Linked DNA regions of Gossypium hirsutum: region 1 is linked to region 2. Evidence: chromatin contacts called from public Hi-C data. All regions are on one chromosome and are shown on one strand. The core of a region is the stretch at or near the end of the contact, and the rest is flanking DNA. Distances in the headings are between cores, read along the strand shown.

Region 1 (5,910 bases), core at 955-3,454, 350 kb after region 2:
TATTAAATCACTTCAAACTGAATAAAAAAGTTGATGTATGTTAACACTAGTTATGCCACGTGTATATGTATGTCACGTCAGTAAAGTTAACTGATGTTAATTTTTTAATATATTTTAGATTAATTTGACGAATAATGCAAGTTTAAGAGTTAAAAGAGATAAAAAAAATAGAGAGTTAAAATAAATTTTTTATAAAATTAAAAAATTAAATAAATCATTATACATTTTTATAATATTGGAGAAATAAAACAAAAAAGGAAAGGATCTTAGTTTAATAAATGAAAACAAGTTAATTTATGGCTGTGTGTGGGGGATCTTTTGGCGTTTGCTCCAGGTTACGTCTCTCTGTCTCTCCCACCTTATATTATTACTATTATTATCTTTTTCTTGTGTTAATTATGGGTTTACAGTTGTCGCTTGTCCACGTGCGGGCCTACCAAGTCAAACCTTACTCCCCGATTATTCCACTCCCTTCAAAAAATCGAGTTGAAGCCAAAGGTCTTTTTAATTTCTTTTTAAAACTAATATCCCACTTCAATTATAAAATCTTTGTTAAGCAATTGGAGGGTAAAAGAAGTCAAACAAATTCAAAGGTTTTATCACCAAACTTTAAAAAAAAAAATACAACCATTAATTGTAAGTAAATGTCGCTCGTTCGATCTCTTTCTATATTTTCTTCTTTAGAAATATATTCAAATGTCCAATTTTTATCCTTCTTTAAAAGATAATAAATAAATTTAATTAAAGTCAATTTAGAAAATATTAATTTTGAAATTTAAATAATAGACAATATTTATTTTTAAACAATTAGAATTTAAGCACCTTATTATCTATAATATAGAATATAGATGATACCAACAATATATTATAATGGAAGGTTATATTAATCATTCGAAAGGATAGCAAATTAATGGTCAAATTGAGTCAAACCTTACAAGCGAAGGTGTTTGAAACGTGCAACGATTGACTTCGACAACGTGAAAGTGTGGATAAGTGAGGTAAGTAAGGCGATTAGTTTGGGAAATGATCGGCGATCAATCTTATAAAAATGGCGCCTAATTGCGGGGCCCAACCAACTATCTTTCTCAATTCCAGCTCTTCACAACTTGTGCCAATCCTTTTCCCAACACTCAATGCCCCCGTGAATTTTATTTCCCAATTTACCCTTCCAATCCTTTTGAGTGTTTCTTGTGTGGGAGAGAGATTTATGTATTTTGTTATATCATATTTGTCTCTTGTAAATAATAAAAAAAGAAATGTAAGATAAAAGTTTTATAAAAGATTCGAAAATTTTTAAGATTAGATTTTTAAAATATTTTTTTTATAATATTTTATTTAAAATAATATTACATAAAATTTAATATATAATTTAATAGTTAAATTAACGATTTTAATAATAAAAGAATCTAACTAATATAACCGAGATGCTTTAAGAATTTCATTAGAATAATTTAAAATTTAAAAATTAATTTAGAATAAAAGTGGGTTTAAAAATATTTAGTGAAAGTACTACATTTTTTAATACCATTTCTGAAGTATTCCGCAGACAATTGCAAAATGCACTTTGAATGAAAGAAATTCAGTTGATTTGACAATAAATTTAATAAATACTTTTTATTCTTTTTAGTTGAATCATAGAAATTTAAGTATTTTTTTCGAAATTTTACTGCATTTTATATTATCCTCATTTTTAAAATATATAAATTTGATTTAGTTTATATTTTTATTTTTTATTGACTTGGTATAGTAAGATAATTAAGCATTAATTCAGTTATTAGAATAAATTTTCATATGTAAATGAAATTATTATAAATTATTAAAATTTTAATCATAATAAATTTTAAACATAAAACACAAATATATTAAACAATTAACTTCATCAATATAATCGAAGAATTAACACATATCATGAGTATTGTATTAATCTTCTATTCATATAAATATATGTATGTGTGCCGGAGCAAAGTCTGAAATTTTGAGAAAGATTCAATTTTAATAATATATTTTTACGATAATAAAAAATATAATTTTATTATTTTAATAACTTATAATTTTTTATAATTAAACTTTATTAAAATGGACAAACTTTGTTAGAAATAAAAAAAAAACGAAAATATTCAAGGAAAGGTGGGCAGGGCAGGGCGGGGCAGGGCGGGGCAGCAAATAGCTATGAAAGTGGATGGGGATGGCTTCCTGTTTGTATGTATTTGAGACTCCCTTTCCCTTTTTACAGTGAAGGACTGAATTAAGAGTTACCAACCGCAACAGAGGGAAAAAAGAAAAAGAAAAATAAAAACAGTCGAACATGCTCTGTTTAGAGTCATCTCATTCCTTTCTACTTGTGTCCTTCAAACCTCCTTAAAATTTGAAGCTTAAATCCCCACCTTCCATTTTTGCTTAGCAAAAATCTCACTTTCATCTTCCCTCTAATCTTCCAATATATTTTCTTTGATCTTCTTTTTTTACTACCATCTATCTAAATCTACCATTTTCTTTAACCTCTTCAAGGAAAAGAAATAGTAAAAGCCAGGATTTTCGTGAACTTAGCTCTAGTTTCTTCACTGACCCTTTGCTTCTCTTTGTCTGATTTTGTTTTAGATTCATACTTCTTGCTCATCATTTACAGCAAAAGCTAAACCTTGCTCAAACTTTTATCAAGTCTAATTTATGTTTGATCTAGTTTTCTCTCTATCTAGTCCTAAACTTTTTTTGTGTTAACCCTTTTAGGCCGAGTTGTTTGATCAAACTCTATTTTTATCTATTTTTTGCACTTAATTTTAGCTCAAAGTTTCAATCTTTTCTTTTTTTTTTTTTTTGTTAGAAACAAGAAAAATGGATCCTAAGGTTTCACAATTTGTGATTCTTCTACCATTAATCTTTCTTCTTATTGTTCAAACCCTCAATGCCTTGGATTCTTCTTCTGCTACAATACCCATGAATTGTACGGACACATCAAGATTATGCACATCTTTTTTGGCTTTTAAGCCGCAGGGAAACCAAAGTCTAGCAGTGATCCAGAGCATGTTTGATGTGATACCACAAGACATTACAGTTGAAGGAGAGGACAGCCATGGCTACATATTCATAAAAAAGAACTGTTCTTGCTTGACATCCTCCAAGAATTATGCAACAAACACAACCTTTACAGTGAGATCAAATCAAGGGTATGTTTATGACATGATTTTAGAGGCTTATGATAGGCTTGCAATGGTTCCAAATGTTAGCAGGCCGGCAAGGATTGGAGCTGTGGTGTCTTTGAGGCTGTTTTGTGGGTGTTCAAGTAGTTTGTGGAACTACTTGATGAGTTATGTGATGAAAGATGGGGACAGTGTGCAATCTTTAGCTAGTAGATTTGGGGTTAGCATGGATAGTATTGAGCAAGTTAATGGGATTTCAAATCCTGATAATGTCACTGTTGGTGCTTTGTACTATATTCCCTTGAATTCAGGTTTGCCTAAAAAATCATTTAATTTTTTCTGTTTATTCTTTTTACCATTTTCTGTGTGTGGTTTCTTAGGAATTTGCATGAGGAATGCTATTTGTTTGGATATATCCATATTGAGTTGCTTTTCAAGAGATGGGCATTTATGATTTTGATGATAATTGCATAGTTTCTGAGAACTCTTTAAGTTTTGCAAATACAGGAGTTAACAAAGTTGGTAAAATAAGATTTTTGCCCATAGTTTATAATTAGGTATACTAAGGACTTGGAACTGGAGCCTACTTGGTTTCTATCTGAAGTCATAATGTGAACTTTGAGGGAAGGTGCTAATGTCATGGATTTCGGATATGCAAACAATATCATATTAATGCAAGCAATAATGAGTTCATGCATATTCTTGTTTTATAGCTGTGATTAGAATTGACAAATGTCTTTGCTTTATGATCTATTTCCTTGAATTACAGGGCTATTAATTGGTGTTTTTTCATTATGCCTTGTGTGTTGTTTGCAACTGGCAATGCGTACCGAGAATAGACATTTCTCTTGTTAATTTTGTTGGATTTACTTACTGTTTAGTTCTCCTCTTATAGCAGAAAGTTTTAGACTATAGCTTGCTTATATATATTGCAGTTCCTGGTGAACCGTATCATGTGGAGAATGAGATCCCCCCAGCACCTGTTCCTGCACCGTCAGCTGATGCAATTTCAGGTATGAATTGGTAAATCTAAGTGAAGGAAGTAAAGCCATGTTACTTGGACTGAAGTGTGAGTGTTGAATATGGGTATGTATGTGTCTGACATGGGCATGCTAAATTTTTCCATGTTATTATGTGTCTTTAGCGGGTCATATCCCCACATCCATGTTCGATGGGTACAACAAGCAAAACGAAGTCAGCTGTACAATGCCAACTACCAGCTGACAACTATAAATAAACGACATGCTTCACAGTGTGATGTATGTCAAAATTGAAAATTTTAAGTTTTACATAACAAGATATGGATTCTAGCTCTGTTTAAGTTCTGAATTGCTAGTGCCGCTTCTTTCTCAAAAAAAAAAAAAAATTTTGGCTGTTATGTTTTTCTTGTGTGTTATAATGTTACCTCTGTTCTGTTTGGTTGCGTGAATTATAGTAATGTCTGGTAAACACTCCTTGGTGAGGGGGGAATGTAAGTAATAGTTCGCTTGATATTGTGCAAGAAATATAATGTAGTATATTTTTAACTTTTGTGCAGAAATTCAAGTAAGTCCTAAGGCTCACGTGCCATATCGATGGATCATCGGGGCGTTGGGTGTTGGCCTTGCTCTCATTATATTAAGCATAGTTGTTTGTGTTTCCTTGAGATCATCGAGCTGCTTTGTTGAAGCTCGAGGAAGTCATGCCAAAGATCATGATGACAGGAGTTCTCACAAGTTTCACATTCTTCGGAAGCCAAGTTTCTGCTGTGGTTCAGGAAGATACATTTGTGGCAAGTCTGAGAATTGGACCCAAACCAACGGCGAACCTAGTAACCACCAGATTACTATCCCAAATGGTTATTACACTCTGATCTGTTGCTAGCTGAAATACTGGCATGGAACTATATATATCACATACTAAACAAAGTAGATTAGTTAATTAAAATACTAATAGCACAATATATAACTCCAGACCTAACATCTGATCTTACATTTTACCTGATTTGGTTCATAGCTTAGAGTTGCCTTTTATGACAACTCAGCTTGCCACCTTGACCAATCCACAACTCAGGAAGTCTAACTTTATTTTCTTGTCTTCTCTGTCAGCTCTAGGAACTGATGTACTTGATGTTGAGAAGCCTGTGGTTTTCACTTACGAAGATATTCTTTTTTCAACCGATGGGTTTTCAGATTCTAATCTACTTGGTCATGGAATCTATGGTTCTGTTTATTTCGGTTTCCTTAGGGACCAGGTTCGTGTGTTTCTACTTCGGAATTCAGATCATATGACTGCGACAAAGATGAGGAATTCAGATCATAGATTAACATTCCATTTATGTTTTGTTTATTTGATGCTTTTAGGAAGTTGCTATCAAAAGAATGACTGCTACAAAGACGAAGGAATTTATGGCAGAGATGAAAGTCTTGTGCAAGGTCCATCATGCAAATCTGGTAATGCTTCACCAAGATAAGCAATTGTTTAAATTTTGAAACTTGCAAAGCTTTCTTCTAAATGTTCGAAGCCATTGACTCCCATTCCGATTTAATTTTGTTGAAGGTAGAGTTGATCGGCTATGCTGCAAGTGATGATGAACTCTTCCTTATTTATGAATATGCTCAAAAGGGTTCCCTTAGAAGCCATTTACATGATCCCTTGAACAAAGGTAGGACTTTCAGTGCTTCTTGAGGTTTTATAATATATTTCATTCTTTTAAGAATGACTTATTGCGGCTTTACTAGGTCAAATGTTTGATAACTTTTGATAATTCTAGTTTATATGAATTTGAAGCCAG
Region 2 (6,163 bases), core at 2,433-4,932:
CACTTCTCTCCCTATCTTATGATTATAAATCTATCTTTTTCAATATATCTACCTTTATACATTGAGGGCAATGTACATCTTAAGTGTGGGGGCGTCTTTTATATTAGAAAAATCCCTAAATTTTGTTTTATTCTCATGAGATCTTCCCATATCATTATTAGAATGAATTCCAATTAGTTTATAATGTTTATTGATATATCTTGAATTAAAACATAGGTATTTATGCATTGATTGTTTAAACTTTAAGACATTAGGGAATCAAACATGATAAGTTGATTTTTGAAGAATTAAAAACTTTTAGGTTGTTTCCCCAAGTTTAGGTATTATTTTGAGTTGGAATTCTCAAGTTTAAACATCAAAAAGCCATAATTTTTGTGAGATCTTGAGCCTTTAGAGCATCTATTATTTCTTTTATGCTCACTTTCATTATGAGTGTGTCAGTATTGAATTGTTATTCTAGAACTTGCTTGATTATGCATGTCAAGACCATACTATTTGATTTGATATGTCAAAATGATAAAGGCACTTAGGTTTAACCCACTCACTCCATAAAAACCTACCTTCATAATTAACCCTTAGTGAACCCCTTTGAGCCTAACAACCATTCATTGATTTACCCTCAATATTAACCCATAACTCATTATTGTTGAAATCCCCTAAATTAATTTGATCCCTATTTTTGTCGAGATTTGAGTTGGAATAGTTGTTTAGCTATGTTTTATTTTATTTTGTAATTTGACTTGTTCTTAAAAAAAATTACTTGTATACATATTAGTAGTAGCGATCTTCTGAGCTAAAGAAGTTAAATTCCATATTCTGAGAAAAAGCTCTGTTGTACGCAATTGATGACTAGTCATTTTTCTAGTTAGGCAATTTTTCAATTCAATCTCGATTCTAATCCTTTCTTTCAGTTTGTGACCACACCCTCTAACCAAAGCCACGTTACAACCCTCTAAAGACCTTTTTGATTGATGTTTCATCTCAATTTATAGTGGTTGAGATTTGATTTTCATGCAAGCCTATGGTAACGAATTTTCATTATTAACTATTGAGTGCTTCATTTATTGTCCTTAAACACTTCGAGTGATTTGAGTGTATCTTTAGTGAGGATGTGAAACTTTGTGATATTTTGAATCAAAGGTAATTACTTAGATGAAGGGAGACACCTATGTTTTCATGATAAGATGCTCAACTTGGAATGTTTGAAACTTTGATGTTCTTTCAGTTGAATTTTCAATGTATGATTACCTATGGATTAGTTTGAGATATTATTGATAAGAATTATAAGTTGAGAAGAATTTATTTTAATTATGAGCTGAGGATTTTGCTTGAGGACAAGAAAATGCTTAAGTGTGGGGGTATTTGATAAACCGTAATTCATATATATTTCTATCCCATGCTTAGCACATTTTATGGATGATTTATCCTTAAATTTGGTGAATTCGATGCTCCTAATGCCTTAATTTCATGTTTTATACTTAGGTGAGCATAGGAGAGTGAAAGGAACGAGAAACGGGCCAAAAATGGAGAAAATAGGCCAATGTACGAAATCAATACGGCCTGAGCTTCCTCACACTGGTAGACCACACAGCCGTGTCAATTTGGCAGAATTGAAGCACGACTCACACTGGTAGACCACACGCCCATGCCTATTTAACAGCCTAGACCATGGCCTGAAGTAATTGCACACAGGTGTGTCACACGGGCATGTCCCTACCGAGCCCAAGCAGAGTCCTATTCAGAAAAGGCCACTTTTGAGGGCTCTTAGGCATTCCAAAGCCTATGAATACACCCTAGAAGAGGAGAAGAGGGGGGACGCAGGGTAGAAAGCAAGGAATTACTCAAGGGAAGCTGATTAATCCATCTCAAGAGCCGGATTCATCATCAAGACTAGAGATCTCCCTCTAAGTTCCTTCAGGAGTTTTGGGTTTTCTTATGTTTTGTTATTTTTATATTTTTGAGATGTTTTCCCTCATAAGTATGAACTAAACCCCTAAATACCTAAGGGGAATGAAACTTATGACAGATCTTGTTATTATTATCTGAATTGTATGATAAATATTTAACTTGTTCTTAATTATGTGTTCTTAATTCTTGTTTTGATATTCCAGGATATTGATTCAAGTTAAGCTCTTATTTAGAGGAGGAATAAACCTTATCTAAGAGTAAATTTGTCATAATTAAGCGGAGTTTATTGCGTGCCTAGAGATAGGGTGACAAGATTTTTTCGGATTAGGGTGAAACCTAATAAGGGAATCCATAGATCGAGTTAATGCAATTCTAGGGTGTTAATTAGAAAGAGATTTCAATTATTCAACTTAGGGTTAGACGTTATTAATCTCGAGAGAGATAATAATATAACTTAGGGATTTTTACAGATCAAATCAAATTAATAAATTGTCTAATTCAGAGTCAAATAACAAGTCAAGTCTAGGTGGATTTGTCCTTAGGTATTGTCTCAATCAATCAAATTTTCCCCAAAAGTATTTTCCCAAGTTTTTCTTAGTTAGTAATTAGTTTAGACAACCAAACCTCTTAATTAAATTTTAGGCAAGATAATAAAAAGGAAGTAAATACTAGTACTCGTAGTTCATTTGGGTTCTACAATCCGGTCTTGCTGAACTATACTACTGTTTGATAGGTACACTTGCCTCAATTGTGATAATAAGTAGTCTCAAGAACGTTTTATTTATAAATCTTTAAAACATGTTACGAATATCACGCATCATTGTCCCTTTTAACCCTTTCTCAGAATTTCTTCTCAAAATTCGGCACTTAGACCAATCCAATTTCTTAATTCATATATAAATCTTAATATAAATCCTTGTGTGATTGGAGTTATAGTTTTGCCCCTGAATTTTGGAAACTTTTAATTTAGTCCTTGTACTTTCAAATCTTTTCAATTTAATCCCAAAAGTGATTTTCACCAAAGTAATTCATATTCCATTTATCCTTATTTCAAATAGGCAATAAAAACTTGTATTTTCCTTTTTGGCTAACTTTGCATTTTAGTTCTTGAAATTTTCAAAATTTATGATTTAGTCCTTTTATCACATTTCCGCTTCTAAATTTCTTTTTGTTAAATCCATCTCAATTATTAACTTTGATTCTTTAAGATTCATTTATCCAACTTATTTTTCAAATTTCTCACTGATCGGAATAGTACCATGTGTCCAACTAAAAATTTTGGAATGTTACATCCTTCTTTCGTCATTATAGGGTTTGGTGTGCTATATATACTATATATAAAAATTAAAATAAATATTCAACGGTGAAGTTTTAATGAAAAAATTGTTTTACTCTCTCGTCTAACTAATTTAGTATGTTTTTAATTAGAAAAAAAAAACACTAAAATGTAATCCAAATACGGGGTTTTGTGGTGAAATGCTGTAGGCTATTTTAGGGCATGCTATAATTATAATTGAGGTTGAAGTTGACATGATTTTAATAATAAAATGGAGAGAATAAATTGAAAATAAATAAAATTGTGTGTGGTTAATGGTTTTGAGTGGGCTCTAAAATTGAAAGGTGACGAACTTATCCTCTTTTTATTATTTTTTCAAATTTAATTTAAAATTCAGATAAAATTTTTAAAAATAAAATAACAAGATAATGCCGAATGTATGGATATGCCAGCATTACATTTTGACAATGACCTATCTAAGCAAACTAGCTAGCCAGGTGCATCCCAATTTTCATCCAACCCACTTTACATTATTTATTTCTCTTCTTTTCAAAAGTTTATCTTTAATTCCAATAGTTAATTAATGAATTGATGTATTGGCTGTCATGGAATCATTATCCTCAAAAAAGCCTAATCCATTTATTCTTTTATATACATATATATATTTGAAGTTCTTTTTCCTGGGTATTATATAAATCTAAATCTTGTTCAGTTCTACGCTTCATGCTTGTTTCTGTAGTCATGAGAAATGGTGAAGAAGATGATCAGAAAGAAATGTTTGACTACTCTCCAGGTTATGATGATGATGAGTTGATGAACATGGAAAATGGTGATCAAACTGCAACTTCTAAATCATCCATGGAAGACTATTCAAGAACTTGATCTTCATCCTCAGACCTGGTAGATGATGCATCTTCTTCATCAACTTCAATTTTGTCCACCAATTGTAAAGGACCTTTATATGAATTATCACAACTCATGGCTCAACTTCCTATCAAGTTAGTAAATTTACATATCTATATATAACATGAAGAATAATGGGAAGATTTCAAAGTTTCTTAACCTTGAGTGATTGGTTGCAGGAGAGGACTTTCAAAGTATTTCGAGGGAAAGTCTCAGTCGTTCACATGTCTGACAAGTGTTAAAAACATACAAGATTTTGCAAAGAAAGAAACTCGTTACAAGAAGAAAATGAAAGCATGTAAAAGGTATGGGGGTGGATTAATGGGGGATACCCATAAATTGTATACTCTTCCAAAGCCCACCATTTCAAAAAAAGTCTCGAGAAATTCTATGCCAGCCTTGTGTTTGGCAGCCAAAACAAGTTGCAGTCGGCCCCCTCTATCTCATCTACAACGTAACAACTTTTCATCTGTTTAGGGCTTTTAGATCAAACTGACATATGTTATCTTTCCTTAAATTATAGTTAAAAATATTCCAATGACCTTGTTGTCTTCAGAATATATATAGCATATTAACATTCTTGGTGCACTGATACCCGAAGATAAATTATAATAAGATATCATAACACCATACGATGTTTTGAAGATGAAGATAAAGAAAGCATATATATATATATATATTCAGGGAAAGCTTTCTTGATCTTCATCTTCAAAACAAGTAGATATAAAGATGATACGGTTAAAAATTGGAAGTAACTAAGGATTAGTGTATTACAATGATCACTTTGTGCAAATTAGAATACAACAGATCTATAGTAATCAGAAAGGCTTTAAAAGAGCTGATGATTGGTCTTACAATCATCACTTCTTAGATGAACAATACAGGCTATGTTCTTTGGAGTTAAGTATATATGAATGTTGGAGGGTTGAAGTTTGAAATTTTGTTTAGGGGTCAAAATAAATTTGTAAAATATTGGGAGGGTCAAAGTTAAATATATTGTGTTAAAAATACTTAAATTAAATTTTTTATTTTATAGAGGGGCAAAATTTTGAATTTTTCCATTTAACTAAAGGCTTGAATTTAAGATTTTACTTATTAAAAGGCCTTATATAGCAATTTGATCATTTGACTAAGGTCCATGCCTGCTCCTCTCACTAGGCATTTGAATGTTGGTTTATATATATATTACCTTGATTGAACGAAAAAGAAAAAAATATGAATGTTAGATACGAATATATATATTTCTCTCTTGAGTATTTGTAAAATATAATTATTTTCATCTTATATTTGAAGTGTTATTAACTAAAATTTCTAAAATTTTTATTGTTGGGAAGGCTACAATAGTTCAAAGAAATGTAAATGAATTTCTTCTCAGACTAAGTTCGAATTTTGAAGTCGTCATTATTGAGAGAAATTTATTTGTATATTGTCTCTGATCTAAATAAAACTGATATCAAACCTTAAAATAAATAGACACATATGATTAAACCTAAAGAAATGTCATTAAAACAACATATCCACGCATTCATGTATAAAAATTTGTCCTGCTTTGAGAAAAATAAAGAAGGTTCGAATTCTAAAGCTTAAAACAATGGTGCTTTGGTCAACTGGGATACCTAAAACTGGGATATAAGTGGTTTCAAAACATCACCGTCTATAATACAGAAAACAGTGTCGGGGATGATAATGCTTAATATAGTTTAATGAAATTTGAGGAAAAGGCATATATCATCAAGAAAAACAATTGAAATCTAATATAAATATAAGTGATGATGCATTAAACCTATACATTGATAGTAGTGCATTAAATATTAATTCATACATATATATATATATATTATAACATATGTAGATGCTTATATGGATAATCTCTTTAATACTTGAATACTTTTTTTAAATAACCCCTAATAAAAAAAATATTTTGAGTTAAAAAAATATGGCATAATGTTAAATTTAGTCCTTGACGTTTATATCTTTTATCAATTTGGTCCTTATTCTCTTTTTGAGCTAAATTTGGCTCTCAACTTAAAAATAAATAAATCAAATTTGACCATCAACCTTTTAAAAAAGAGTGGA

The links. Hi-C and Micro-C count contacts between places; a contact is called where the count stands out from the background.
Region 1: a Hi-C map of hypocotyl shows a contact between it and region 2, with 4 times the contacts expected there. The contact joins the promoter of LOC107951804 here to the enhancer-like site in region 2. A contact is called at or near these places in 2 of 34 Hi-C or Micro-C datasets (hypocotyl and leaf).

The regions. Positions count from the first base shown.
Region 1 is chrA02:83,526,797-83,532,706 of Gossypium_hirsutum_v2.1, forward strand. LOC107951804 (lysM domain receptor-like kinase 3) reads left to right here and starts at 2,205. Exons shown (of 11, transcript XM_041084987.1): 1 at 2,205-3,448; 2 at 4,073-4,150; 3 at 4,675-4,974; 4 at 5,225-5,370; 5 at 5,480-5,569; 6 at 5,676-5,781. The coding sequence starts at 2,833.
Region 2 is chrA02:83,177,704-83,183,866 of Gossypium_hirsutum_v2.1, forward strand. No RefSeq gene overlaps it. Among protein-coding and RNA genes, the nearest start is that of LOC121217575, 7.8 kb to the left of the region's middle. Within about 2 kb of position 3,683, at least 6 of the 9 cell types and tissues checked have an H3K27ac peak or open chromatin away from gene starts, as enhancers often do. A contact at or near this core is called in hypocotyl and leaf, where this site is marked.